Linked DNA regions of Mus musculus: region 1 is linked to region 2. A link is a contact called in public HiCAR-type data. All regions are on one chromosome and are shown on one strand. Each heading gives the region's core, a stretch centred on a gene start, on an enhancer-like site or on the middle of the called end of the contact. The rest is flanking DNA. Distances are from core to core; before and after follow the strand shown.

Region 1 (6,894 bases), core at 3,115-5,614, 1.8 Mb before region 2:
AGGCAGAGGCAGGTGGATTTCTGAGTTCGAGGCCAGCCTGGTCTACAAAGTGAGTTCCAGGACAGCCAGGACTACACAGAGAAACCCTGTCTCAAAAACACCAAAAAAAAAAAAACCAAAAAACAAAATAAAAAGCCTATGGCTTATGGCTTAGGCAGGACATAGAGGTGGGACAACTGAGAGAGAGAAAGGATTCTAGAAGAGAGCCAGGAGCAGGGAGAGTCACTGGGAAGGTGTAAGGAGACAGACAAATACATGGTACCTGCGCATAGGTAACTAGCCACATGGCAGAATGTAAGTTAAAATAAGTGTGTTATCTAAGTTTTGATCTAATCAGAGTAGAGCCTATCTATATAGCCAAGATATTTGTAAATATATTTTGAGCCTCAGTTTTATTTCTGAGAACATGGGGCTAGGAGGAAGAACCAGCCATAACTTCTACAGAGACCCATTCTCTTTCTCTTTTCTTGTTTTCTTTTTTTCTTTCTCCTTCTCCTCCTGTTCCTCCTCCTCCTTTGGTTTTTCAAGACAGGGTTTCTCTGTGTAGCCTTGCCTGTCCTGGAACTAGGTCTATAGACCAAGGTGATCTTGAACTCAGAGTTCAGTCTGCCTCTGCTGAGATTAAAGGCATGAAGTCCCACTTCCAGTCGAGTAGGTGGATTTCATGTGAGAGTAAGGGCTAAATTCTCAGGTATATTTTGTAAAACAAAACAAAACAAAACGAAACAAAACACCATCATTTTTGTTTTCTCTCCTCTCCATTGTGAAACAGAATCTTACTATGTAACCCAGGTTGGCAGGAGCTCATAATGTAACCCATGCTAGCCTCAAACTTTTGATTCTCTTAACCTAGCCTTTCAAGTATGCTCTCAAAACAGAATGACTCAGGGATTAAGGCTAAATGAAGATACAAGGATTATCCTTTTACTAAAGAAAGTGGTAATGGTCTTTGGTCTAAAGAAGACCCTCTCTGAAACAAAACAAAAAGAGACAAATAAAATCCGTATGAAGCAAATGACCTAGACTAGATTAAGAACTCCAGGGCAGGATCCCCGTTAGTGTAACTGCATACCTGTTCTTACACTGTAAATTCCCATCTTCCATCTGGGACTAAGTTCTGTGGATAGTCTCACCTTACTGATGCTCTTCCAGCCTAAAGACCTTCAAATCACTCCAGCTTGCTGGCCACATTCTGGAGTCAGAAACTGGTGCTAGGGGAAAGAACTTGGAAGCTGCCTGGCTCTCCAGTGGGTTGAGCAGTCTTTTCCTAGCAAGGCAGCCACTAAGACTCATTCAAGCATGACTTGAATGAGACTCAGGAACTCTTGCTCTTCCTGCTTTCTGAATGCAGGGACAACGTGTATCAACCATGCCCATCTCAACGTCATGGTTGCATGCCTTCCTGCATTCCTAGCACAGATGGTTTCTCGGAGGTCTTGGGGTGTTTCTATCCAGACCTGTAGAGGACACTTGTCTGCATTCTGACTCCGGACCCAGTACTTCTCCATTCCTTCCCTTCTGTAGTTCTCACTCCATACCTCAGGTCTACAAAACTCAAGAGACATTCTATTCAGAACTCCTTCAGCGGTAAGTAGTGAGATAGCCCCTCATTTGTGCTAATGGTCAGACCATTTTCAAGGGAGGTTGGGAGGTACTTCTTGGGTTTTGGGTTCTTCTTTATCCCATTGCAAAAGTGATACAAGACCAATGCATTGTTCTTTGCGGTTTATTGCTTTAACTTTAACTAACCACTTGGCACCTAAAGCTCATCTTGGTCAGCCCATCTATTTATGAGTATTAGGTGAAGGGCTATAATGACCACCCTGCTACATGACTGACTTCTCATTCCTAAAACCATAATCTAAACTAATGTGTATTTAAGACTCCTGCCGGGCTGGTGAGATGGCTCAGTGGTTAAGAGCACTGACTGCTCTTCCAGAGGTCCTGAGTTCAATTCCCAGCAACCACATGGTGGCTCACAACCATCTGTAATGGGATCCGATGCCCTCTTCTGGTGTGTCTGAAGACAGCTACAGTGTACACATATACATAAAATAAATAAAAGTAAAAAAAAAAAAAAAAAGACTCCTGTCTTAGTTTCTAAAATAGTGGTCCAAATTCTTTACATTCATGTTTGAAACTTATATCAAGGAATTCTATACAAACCAGTCTCAAGAAATATAGTAATCGCAGGGTGGCTATTTGGGAATTTGTTCCCTAGACCATCCATTTCAATAGCTATTAGAAAGTTTTGTATTTTCTCTTATTATAATTCAAATCTATTCAGAGTCTAAACTTAAGACCTTTCTTGTTGCAGATTCATGTAAATCTCATACCTCTAAGCAGAGTAGAAAAAACCCATGTGGTAGGATATAAGCAAACAACTCACCCTTGATTCTGTCATCTTCCGCTATATTTAAGGAACTCAAGATGTCATGACTTTTTTCTGTCCTGATTCCAGAGAGCGATATGATATGTGGAACCTAAGAACATGTTCTCACACTTGAGTCCACCTCTTGTTTGTTTCACAGGAACTGTTTCACTCCTGAGAGACGTGGCCTGTGGAGAAACAGATATGTTATGTTAGTATATATCATTAAGCAAAACTGGTTAAGCAAATCTTGGTTTTCTCTTGATGGGAAAGCAGATAATTTAAAGCCTCAGGCTAGATGTCACAAATACTGGGGTATGAAAGAAGTTGGAGTGTGGTTTTCCTGGCTGTCCTGCAACTCACTTTGAAGACCAGGCTGGCCACAAACTCAGAGATCTGCTTGACTCTGCCTCCCAAAAGCAGGGGTTAAAAGCATGCACCACCACCAGCTTAGATTTTTTTTTTTTTTGTAAGAGAACTAAAACTTGTATAAAGAACTAGGTAGGGCAGGAGAGATGGCTTAAAGGTTAAGAGCACTGACTGCTCTTCTAGAGGTCCTGAGTTCAATTCCCAGCAAACACATGGTGGTTCACAACCATCTGTAATGAGATCTGATTCCTTCTTCTGGTGTGTCTGAAGATAGCTGCAGTGTACTCATATACATAAAATAAATAAATAAATCTAAAATTAAAAAAAAATCAACATGTTAAAAAAAAACAAAACTAGGTATAGCCAGGTGTGATTAAAGAATGTGATGGAGGGCTGGAGAGATGGCTCAGTGGTTAAGAGCACTGATTGCTCTTCCAGAGGTCCTAAGTTCAAATCCCAGCAACCACATGATGGCTCACAACCATCTGTAATGAGATCTGATGCCCTCTTCTGGTGTGTCTGAAGACATCTACAGTGTTCTTAAATATAATAAAATAAATCAATCTTTGGGCCAGAGCAAGTGGGGCCAGAGCAAGCAGAGGTCCCGAGTTCAATTCCCAGCAACCACATGAAGGCTCACAACCATCTGTACAGCCACAGTGTACTCATATACATAAAAATAAGTAAATCTTTTCTTAAAAAAAGTATGTGATGGAAAGTAAATAGGAATATCTCTCTGCTTAGGGGGAGTTTGTATACAGCACAAGAGTCAAGAAACTGAAGGAAGAAAAGAAACTTAACCAGTTTGTTTAAAAACATTTTTATTGGGACTGATAGGTGGGTTTCTGAGGCAAGCATAAAAATGGAGAGGGCCACTTTCAGGTTTGCCATTGCTAACAAAGTACAGTCAGATCTAAGCACTATTGTACTTAGACGATAAGTCTTGACAGTGAGCCTCTCCTAGAATCCAAAAGGTGAAAGATTTAATCATTTCTGCTGTTTCTCAGGAAGACAGGGTCCTTATGGCACCCGAATGACTGATGATTACTGTCTTCACCAACAAAAAGAGCACACATACATGCCGTCCGGGACTCACTGGTTTACAAACATACAAAGCAACCCCTTCCCGCCCCACAAGACTTGTCTGGGGAATCCCACTAGTTCTTCATTTACCTGGCATTGACACCTGTTCTCACAGGCCAGAATGTTCTGTGTTCGGATGTTCCATCATCTAATCCGCGTGCCTTATTGTCCCTGACAGGGTGCAGCATCAGTAATGGCACCGTCACCTTCTCCCACCCTCCTCCTGCACTCCCTCCTTCAGCCACCTCTTCTTGCCCCAACCTCCTACCAGGCTGTTGGACACAATCCCTCAAGAGTGCTCAGGGCCCGCCTCACCTTAATCCTTACCAAAACCGGGACCGCCATTCTGCGCATGCGCAATTCCCCTCTCCAATGGCTCCGCACCTGCTCCAGGCAGAGCCTAAACGCTCTTTGAGTTTGCCAAAGACCAGATTGGATACAGACTTAGCTCTCTACAGGATCACGTCATCTGTCACTAGCTTCACTAGGGCTTACTGCAGACCTAACAGCTGCAGAGTCGGTGTGGCCCAGTAGAGGAAGTGTCGATGTAGAACTACATTTCCCAGAGATCCACTGGGGCAAATGTGCCTGGGACTGAAGGATGGGCTTCACTTCCGGACCCACCCCTCCACCCCCCACCCCCAGCCTTCATGTTCCCTTAAGACGATGTCATCAGCAAGGGCCCTTACCGTTGTATTGTCTCACTGGCCTGAAGTATTTTACTACTACTACTACTTCTTCTTCTTCGGCCCTTACCGTTGTATTGTCTCACTGGCCTGAAGCATTTTACTACTACTACTACTACTACTACTACTACTTCTTCTTCTTCTTCTTCTTCTTCTTCTTCTTCTTCTTCTTCTTCTTCTTCTTCTCCTTCTCCTTCTCCTTCTCCTTCTCCTTCTCCTTCTCCTCCTCCTTCTTCTTCTTCTTCTTCTTCTTCTTCCTCTTCTTCTTCTTTTAAAGATGCATTTATTTTATGTATGTGAGTACACTTGTCGCTGTCTTTAGACACACCAGAAGAGGGCATCAGATCACATTACAAATGGTTGTGAGCCACCATGTGGTTGCTGGGATTTGAACTCAGGACCTCTGGAAGAGCAGACAGTGCTCTTAACCACTGAGTCATCTCTCCAGTCCTATTTTATTTCTTAAAACTCTTTTTTATTTTAAAATGTATTTGTTTATTTCATGTATATTAGTGTTGTGCCTTATATGCTTGTGCACTGTGTGCATGCTTACAGAGGCCAGGAGGGTGTTGATCCTCCTAAGACTGTTGTGAGCTCTTATGTGGGTGGTGGGAATTAAACTTGTGTCCTCTGGAAACGCACCCCTGAGCCATCTTTCTGTCACCCAAAGCAGATAATTTAAAGGAAGAATTCATTAACTTTTAAATATCTCTTGATGTTCTTGGCTTCTATACCCAAATTAGACATTTCAGCACTACTGTCTGCATCCAGGAAGATACTCATGAAGAGCCAAATATGTGAGTGCTAGGAACTGAACCCCAGTCCTCTGGAGAAGCAACCAGTGCTGTGACATCTTGAACTATTTTAATCATGACTATGTTCAGTGGAGCAGCCAGTCTCTTTACTAGTCTGAGAGACATCTCCAGCTTGGGTTTTGTTTTGTTTTGTTTGTTTGTTTTGTATCCCCTAGTTCCCTGCTTCAGGCAAGTAAGCTAAATGGATTGTCAGCAGCACACATCCCAAGGCTTGATTTGTTCCTACTTTATATGAATATGTCCCCACAACTCCACTCCAGAAAATATATAAATGACTTGAAAAAAAGATACACAGGAGAGAGAGAGAGAGAGAGAGAGAGAGAGAGAGAGAGCGCGCAGCTATCCCAGGTCACAGATATATTCCATTTAGTTCCTTCTAGTTCTTGGTACTGAACATCCTCTAGCCTACCATCTGTGACTCCATCTTCCTCTGTGTTGAGGAGAGTTTCCTGTGGCCCAAGTAAGTTTCAACAGAAACATGAATATTTGTAATTTCTTATAACTAAGCATAAAAGCTAACACATTTTATAACTTATTTGAATTCTATTTTAACATTCAGTGCTAGATTATTTCAATAGCCTATGTCCTTTATACCTAACTTTATTGTCTTCATAAAAGTTGTCATAGGCCAAACCCTGAGTTCTATTGAGTCCTGTGTTGTTCCTTTTGAAATTGCTGTGCCTACACTAACTCTATTCAGATCTTCCACCACTAGGCTTATTTTTATTTGTTTTGTTTTAGAGGCATTGTCCTTTCGGCCCCGCCCCTCGCCGCATGCGCCTTGCTGTCCTTTCTCCCTGACCCCGCCCCTATCCAAGTTTTTCGCTGCGGGTAAGCGATCTGCTCTCGATCCTCCCAGAGCCACCCTTCGCGGCACGCACATGCGCCCTGTTGTTCTTCCCGTCCCTCCCTGCTCTCCCTCCCCCGCCCCCGCAGTCTCTCGCTGCGCGCGCACGCGCCATGCTTTTTCTGCGCGCCGCCGTGCTCCCGGGGTTCTGGCTCCCGCGTGTGCGCCGCGTACAACTCGTTCGGAGCCCCGCGGTGACCCTGCCAAGTCCCGTCCGCACTGTCCACGCCGGGAGCCGGGTCTGGGGGAGCGCGTGGGCGGGGGGCGGTCCCGTCCGTGGTGGGGGCGAGGAGGACCCCCGTGAGGACGAAGAGGAAGAGGAGGATGAGCTGCTCCGCGCCCCACCCCTCCTGCCCTTGGATACACAGCGCGTTTGCGTCCTGCATCCTGACGTCAAACGCCCGGCCGGAAAAAAGCCTCGAAGCACAGGTATCGGGTAGGGCGAGAGTGGGGATTGAGCAGGGAAGCCGGAAGGGGCGAGGACCTGAAGGCCGAAACTTACTAGTGCTATACAGGAAGGCCACGGGGAATTGGGGCGGCGGTGACGCCTAGTTCTGGAAGGGGCGGAGTCACGAGAAAGGAAGGAGAAGCCGAGGGAGGAGCACTGGGGGCAGGGTACTATGATGGACATCGGGCGTACGGTAGAGAGTGTGGATAGTCTGGGATGTGCTGGGTTCGTGGCTGCTCTCCTGGTGGAGTCGGAGTCTGGCGAGCTTGCGTGCT
Region 2 (7,547 bases), core at 2,993-5,492:
AAGACTTGATTATTTAATGAACATGGTTCAGGGAATCCTTACATTGGTAAGATAGTGAAGATGACAATAATAGTTAGACACAGTACCAGCTATGTCTTATTGACAAAGTTAATACTAACATGTGTATAAACACTGATAACATGAGCCTGTATATTCAGACTCTTTGTCAGGGTTTCACATAAGATTTAACCTGCCTTTTGTACAGCAAGCTCGTTAACAAGCAAACCCTAACAACCCAGCAAATCTAATATCTTTTTTTAAGGAAGAAACCCTGCTTGTATACAGTTCTCAAAGTGAACTGGGCCAAGAATGTCAGCGGAACATCAATCACACCTACAATACTGCACCACATAACAGATGGTGGCTGTGAGATCGCCTACCTTCCTGGTTAGAGGAGAGTCAATATTCTCCCCCACTTTTACCACAGACCCTACAAGCCACAGTAATAGTAGTGAATCTTCATAATTTGGAGTTCTATCACCACCGAAAATATCAACATCCAGAGGTTTGTGGTGAAAAGAACAGGAATCTCTGTAATGCCTACAGAATTCTGAAAAGAATTTTTCAGTGGCAAATAAATGCAAACTCCATTTTTAAGATTCTAGAACTTGAACTCAGTGCTATACATATGCTAGACAAGTGCTCTAATGTTGAGTTTTATCACTAGCCAAAAATGTCAATTTAAACCAACCAGACTTCCAGAATGGCAGAATTGAGGAGTTTGGCACCCCTTCCCCTGCACCCCGAGAGCAATGGGAAACCAATAAAAACTATCAAAAGCAGTTACCTTGGAGCTTTAACTGTCACCAAAATCATGTAATGAGCTGTATAGGCATGCTCAAGCAAACACTGTCCCTATGGTTTTTCCTATCTCCTTCCTTCTCTACTTGATCTGATAATGACTCCATTACAGTTGGCTGTGGCAAGCAAAAAAAAAAAAAAACCAACTTGAAATCTGAAACAGGGCTCCGGGAAGGAAGACAACTCCAGACAAGTTTTAAAGCATGCATGTATTTCTGGGACTCTAGAGAGACTCAGAAGTAACCAAAACTACTAGTTCTTCTGGCTGAGGTGGAGTTCCTGATTAAACAGCGAAAGGCGGATCAGACTTGAAAACTACCTAGACAGTCAAATGTCCCAGCACAAATGAGCCTTGGGTAGATTCCTTAATGGGTGACAGGCTCAATCGAACTTTTGCCAATCATGGTCTGGCCCTGAACTACACTAGACCAGAGAAGCCCATTGGAAGACTGGTTTAAAAATAAAAGAATTTGAAAAAAAAATACAATAAAAGAATTTGAAAAGGGGCTGGAGAGATGGCTCAGTGGTTAAGAGCACTGACAAAACTTTCAGAGGTTCTAAGTTCAATTCCCAGCAACCACATGGTGGCTCATGACCATCTGCAATGGGGTCTGATGCCCTCTTCTGGTGTGTCTGAAGAGAGCAATGGTGAGTACATTAAATAAATAAAATAAATAAATGAATCTTAAGAAAGAAAGAAAGAAAGAAAGAAAGAAAGAAAGAAAGAAAGAAAGAAAAGAGAAGAGAAGAGAAGAGAAGAGAAGAAAGGAAAAGAAAAGAAAAGAAAAGAAAAGAAAAGAAAAGAAAAGAAAAGAAAAGAAAAGAAAAGAAAAGAAAAGAAAATCTTTAGGGCCTTGAAAGACTGCTCAATAGTTAAGAGCACTTGACACTCTTGCAGACAGCCTGGGTTCAGTTCATGACAGCTCACAATCTCCTGTAACTCCAGTCTCAATGGATGTAATACTCTTTTCTGCCTTCTGTGGTGCACCTACATGCATGCAGGCAAAACACTCATACACATAAAATGAAATAAATGTTTTATTTAACGCAGCCGCAGATTTTCAGACACTTCTGGTCCTTTCTGCCAACACTCTCCTACTCCTCCTAATAGTGGCTTTTTGAGTGTAATTTCTTCAAACAGGCTTTTCAGGCTCCATGACCTCAGCTGCACTCCTATCTCTCCAGCAGAACTGTACACTGCTCTTTCCTCAGGCACTCATTGCAATGTAACTACATGTTTCTTTGAATGCTTGTTTGTCCAATGCCTTTGTACATCCATAGAGACGACAAGCCACATGAAATCAGTTTCCCCCAAATGTATATTCATTAGAGTATCAACACCTAGTAGTTGCTAAGTACTTCCTCCTCCTCCTCTTCTTTTTTAATTTTATTTTATTTATATGAGTACACTGTAGCTGTCTTCAGACACACCAGAACTGGGCATCATATCCCATTGCAGATGGTCATGAGCCACCATGTGGTTGCTGGGAATTGAACTCAGGACCTCTGAAAGAGCAGTCAGTGTTCTTAACCTCTGAGCCATTTCTCCAGCCTCCCCACCCCCCACCCCCGCCACAATTCTTAGGTAAAGCACAATGCACTTCAGAAGTGCCCTCATCAGACTGAACAACAAATTATGTAGTAGAAGTAACAGCTCTTCAGACCAGTTCATAGTTCTTTGATCATTTTGTATAATTCTGACAAATAATTTAACTTGACCGAGTTTGTCTTCTTGTATATACAGTTAATGAACTAGGCTGAATATGCCCAAAGGCTCCCTCAAGCCTGACGACTAAGGAACACAATAGGCCACCACAAAGGAGGATACCTCCTGGACTACGGTGGCCTGGAAAATCTGGTTCTAAATCCCTCCCCCTTTCCATGAGGGATGAACTTCAGCTACTTAACAAGGGGTAAAAAGATTACCTTATTATGGGATTTCCTCAGCACCCCACTGCCCAGCAACACTGACAACACTGAAATATTTCCCATGTTATTAAAACAGGGTCTCCAAGTCGGTTAAATAATCGCTCTAAACCTTCAAAAGAGCCAAGTCATGATTCATAAAATTTAACCAAGTTAAATTTACCTTGATTCGAGGCATAGTAACTGTGGGTGGCTTTGCCTCAGCCACAAAGCTATGAGATGCTCCTTTTTCTACCAGATACGTTGTGTAGGGCATATACTTCACACCTTTCGACCCAAACACAAAATCATCTCTTAATGCATCTATCAACACAATAACCACTTTACTGAAGAGAGGTGGTGGCAGCTTGGTCCAGTTCGAACGGACTCCTAAAAGTATTTAGAAAAGGGGAAATTAAATTTTAAACTCCATTCAGCACTCCATTGCCTTCAATGTCTTTTTCCTTTGTTCTTCTAGCACACATCAAATCTATTTCAACCTGAAAGAAGGCCCATTTTGGGTAGCCAGTGTTGTGTTAATTTTCTAAGAAACCAAACAAGACAACTGTGAAGGTTCCTTCAAGGGTTGTAACCAGCCTGCAGGTGACTACCAAGAAGGGCATCTCCTGGCTAGGCTGGACAGTATGTTAACAATGAGTAGGTATCCCAGGAATGTGTAGTGCACTACTCTTAGCAAGGTGAAGAGTCCAGGACAGGGCCACTTCTACCTAAGAGACATACAGTTGGAAACTGTGCCTCCCTGAGCTTGCCCTAAAGCCTAGTCTTGCAGGCAGTGAACCTATGGGTTTACATGTCCAGTGGCTGTGATTATATGGACCTGTTTCACTGCAGCGGAGTGGGTATCAGGTGTTTATTTCTGTGTTGGTGAGGCTACTAGGGTGCTAATGCAGAGAGGCCCTAAGCACTGAGGGCCGGGAGGTCTTCTGGGGGAGAGTTGTAGAAAACTGGAGGAGATCTGAAGAAACATCACCTGTTATGCCCTATGGGTCCAAAACTGGAAACCTAAATTGGTAGTGATTGAAAGGATTATTAGGAAAAGGGGTACGAATCACTGAACAGCGGCAAACAAGACGCAAAGTCGGAGTTACTCTGGGAATCCTCTGATTATCACATAGGTCGACATGGGGCGGGAGGCTGCGAATGCCTCGAAGGTGTATGATACACAAACAACACTAAAACAATACAAATTGTTTCCGTGGTGGGGCAGAATGAAAGCGGGAACCACCGAGATGGGGGCGGGGGGCTATACCTGCTACGGGTTCGGGCGCTGGGGTCTCTGCATCGTGCTCTGGTCTAGCAGAGGAACGAACAGGAGCTGGGAAGAATCCCCGAATAAATATCGCGACCCCGATCACCTCAATCGCTACGCAGCTGGCAGCGAAGGCCCCGGAGCCCAGCCGCATTCTGCCCTGCCGCTGGGCCGGTCGGCCCGAAACTTAGTGTAACAGCGGGCGTTGCAAACCCGCACCCAGAGCCCACACCCGGACTGTCAAGAGCTCCCTCCCAGCCTGCCTCGCCAGCCCCAGCGCACAGGAAGTACGTCAGAGTGGCGAGTGCCCGCGGTCGCTCCCTGACGACGTTCCCCGCGGACCGGCCCCGGGGTGATTCTCCCGGGAGTCCCTGCCTCCTCCCGAACCCAAAGGTCCACGGAATCCCCGGCTGATCCATTCGGGAGCCTCGCTTCCGGTGCCACCGAGAGTCCCCGCACCTGCCCCGCCATCTCAGGATTCCAAGTTTGTGCGCCTTGAGCCAGGCGCATCTAGCGCTGCCCAGTGTCGGTGCAGTATTTAGCTGCTGGTGTTTCTGGTGTATTATTAGTCCTACTCACTTCCTCCTGGTGTTATGGCCCCAGTTTTCTGACAGGACGACTCTGACAGACTCGGGTCTGGGGCAAGCCTGCAGATTAAGCGATCCTGATGCGATTGGCAATCAGTGAGTGTGCTCCCCTTCTTTGGAAAGCTGTCCTCTGGAAGGAACCTCTAAACCGTAGGGGGCCACGTGTTTGGTAGGCAAGGTCTTTCCGCTCTAGATGCGGGAATTTTCCCGGGCTCATGCAATGAGACAGAAGCCGGTCTTTGAACAGAGTCCACCCCAGCCTTGTCTTCCTTTGTGCACACTCATTCTCCTTGCGGACCTTGCTTCTGTAAGTCAAAAGACCCAAACCCCTTCTCACGAACTCTGTTTTTCTAGGAAGCCAAGAACAAGATAGAGGTTTTGCTGCTGTTAAGTTGTATGAATTCCTTAATATCTTGGATAGCAACCTTTATATTTGATTTGTAAGCTAAATTTTCATCTAGTTCATGTTTTTTTTTTTTCAGTTTACCATAATCACACGTACTTTTTTTTTTTTTTGGTGGTAATTCTCTGTGAATTTGGTGTTATATGTTTAAGGGGGAAAAAAAGCATCAGTTTTGGTGAAGTTTCTTCTCACCTTTTTCTTATAGGAGTTTTATAGCTTCAGATATTAAATTTTAGTGGTTAACCCATTTTTACTTGATATTTCTGTATGTATAAAGGAAGGGTCCAGTTCCATTCTTCTGCATGTTTACCCAACATGAGTGGTGTTAAAAATATTATGTCATGGATCTCTGTGACTTCCAGGCAAGTTCCAGGACAGCAGCTACATAGAGAAACCCTGTCTGGGGGAGGGGGGAAGGGAATAAAAATAAACAAACAAATAAATTGTGTGTGTGTGTGTGTAGCCTTTGAATTTATCAGTGATTAGTTAATGACATAGTTTATTAATTAGGTGTTTTTATGACAATACCACACTGTCTTATTAAATCAAAATATCAGTAAGACAGTACCACAGGAATATACATGCATGTGCACATAAAATATCAGTAAAGTACATGTAGCAAGTCCTGACAAATGAACGTAGAAATAGGAAATAGAAGAACACTGTTTAGACACTTTAATATCCTAGTGTTGATAATGGACAGAACAACTAAGCAGAAGAGAAAAACAAAACAAAACACAGAAGACACGAACTCTATTGTCCCGCTAGACTACCAACTGCAGTGTGTACATTATTCCTCATTTCACATAAACATGAACTTCTATGAACAAAAGTTCCTGAAAGAATACCACCTTACACTTAACTTCCTACAAGAATGATTAACCAATTAAAACTTCAGACTATATAGTTTGAAGTGTTACATGTTGTCTTAGGGTTTCTATTGCTGTTATAAAACACCATGACCAAAACATCTTTGGGAGCAAAAGGCTTATTTGGCTTAAATATCCTGGGTCACAGTTTGTCTTAGTCAATGTTCTATTGCTGTGAAGAGACACCATGACCACAACTCTTATAAAAGGAAAACATTTAATTGGGGTTGCCTTACATTCAGAGGTTTAGTCCACTATCCTCTTCTCAGATCCTTGACTCTAGCTTGTGTCAAGTTGAGGAAAAAACAAAAACAAAGCCCAACCAGGATAATTGACCCTTGACAACTTGGTATGCAAATAAATTATTCAACTCTGTTCCTTTATTTTTTTTATCCCTAAGATCTCATATAATACTAATAATATATGACATAAGTAACTTTAAAACTCAGGGGTTTTATTTATTTTTAAGATTTATTTTATGTATGTGAATGCACTGTCACTCTCTTCAGACAGATCAGAAGAGGGTATCAGTTGTGAGCCACCATGTGGTTGCTGGGAATTGAACTCAGGACCTCTGGAAGAGCAATCAGTGCTCTTAACTACAGCCATCTCTCCAGTCCCAAACTCATGCAGTTTTAACGTTCCATCTCTTAAAATATATTCAAAGTCTCTCAACTGTGCACTCCTGTAAAATCAAAATTAAGTTATATACTTTCTTACTCCAAGAGGAAAGAATCAGGAAACAGTCATAATAAAATGAGAAGAAACCCTAAGTCCGAAAGTACAACTCAAAAACTTGACTTCATACTCTTCTGAGCTCCAAAAGGCTCCATTTCTCTAGTTCTGCCATTCATAGCACACAGCATGTATGGCAGACTCAGGCTGGCTCTGCTCTCTCTCTCTCTCTCTCTCTCTCTCTCTCTCTCTCTCTCTCTCTCTCTGTGTGTGTGTGTGTGTGTGTTTGTGTGTGTGTGTGTGTATGTGTCTGTCTGTCTGTCTGTCTCTTATCTCTCTCTCTCACCTCCATCATCCTTCCCTGAACCAGGGATTCTATGGTTCTCTGGTCCATCTGGAAACAGCTCTCAGAAGGGAAGCCCGCACAGGGCAGGAACTCTGGATCCCAGGTCTCACCTGCTAATGCCAGTGGCAAGGGCAGCAGTAGCTACAGGGCCAACAAGGGTGTGAGCCCAGCCTGCCAAGCAGGCCTAAGGTTCAGCGATGGTCTCTTCAGGAAGGAAAATTCTTCCCCAGAGTGTTACAATACAGTAAAACAGCCACTCAGACTGTTCTTAGTGAAATAACTTATGCCCTTTACTTAATGTGTATAGGGACTTTATAAACATTGAGGAGTAGGGTGGGATCCAGGGGAAGATGCTTACCATTGGCTCAGCTTGAAGTGGTAGTGATGCTCTATTAGCACGGGGAGAGCTTCAGGTGTTTTCCTTACTTGACTGATTGATGCATTCTCAGTGGGGTTACTCGTTCTAGAGCAGGTTTTAGCAGGGATCTCATCCCATGCCTGCAGTACTCAATTCTGAGTTTCATGGGGTTTGGGCTTGCTCAACTTTATCAGTCCTTCTGTCTGGTGGCACAATCCATTTGACCCACACTCCCCCTTCTTGGGTTTTTAAGACAGGGTTTCACTGTGTCCTAACTGTCCTGCAGTTGACTTTGTAGACCAGGCTGTCCTCAAACTCACCGTGATTCACCTG

What was found. HiCAR-type assays count read pairs that join an accessible place to other places.
Region 1: a HiCAR-type map of astrocytes shows a contact between it and region 2, with 7 times the contacts expected there. The contact joins the promoter of Zfp605 here to the promoter of Pigg in region 2. A contact is called at or near these places in 1 of 39 promoter capture datasets (hippocampal neurons) and 1 of 115 datasets of contacts at active chromatin or transcription factors (astrocytes).

What each region holds. Positions count from the first base shown.
Region 1 is chr5:110,107,562-110,114,455 of GRCm38.p6, reverse strand. It overlaps Zfp605 (zinc finger protein 605), which reads right to left and starts at 4,364. Exons shown (of 5, transcript NM_001163996.1): 1 at 4,139-4,364; 2 at 2,390-2,559. The coding sequence starts at 2,404. It overlaps Gtpbp6 (GTP binding protein 6 (putative)), which reads left to right and starts at 6,259. Exons shown (of 10, transcript NM_145147.5): 1 at 6,259-6,600. The coding sequence starts at 6,285.
Region 2 is chr5:108,309,508-108,317,054 of GRCm38.p6, reverse strand. Pigg (phosphatidylinositol glycan anchor biosynthesis, class G) reads right to left here and starts at 4,242. Exons shown (of 13, transcript NM_001310689.2): 1 at 3,977-4,242; 2 at 2,891-3,096. The coding sequence starts at 4,130.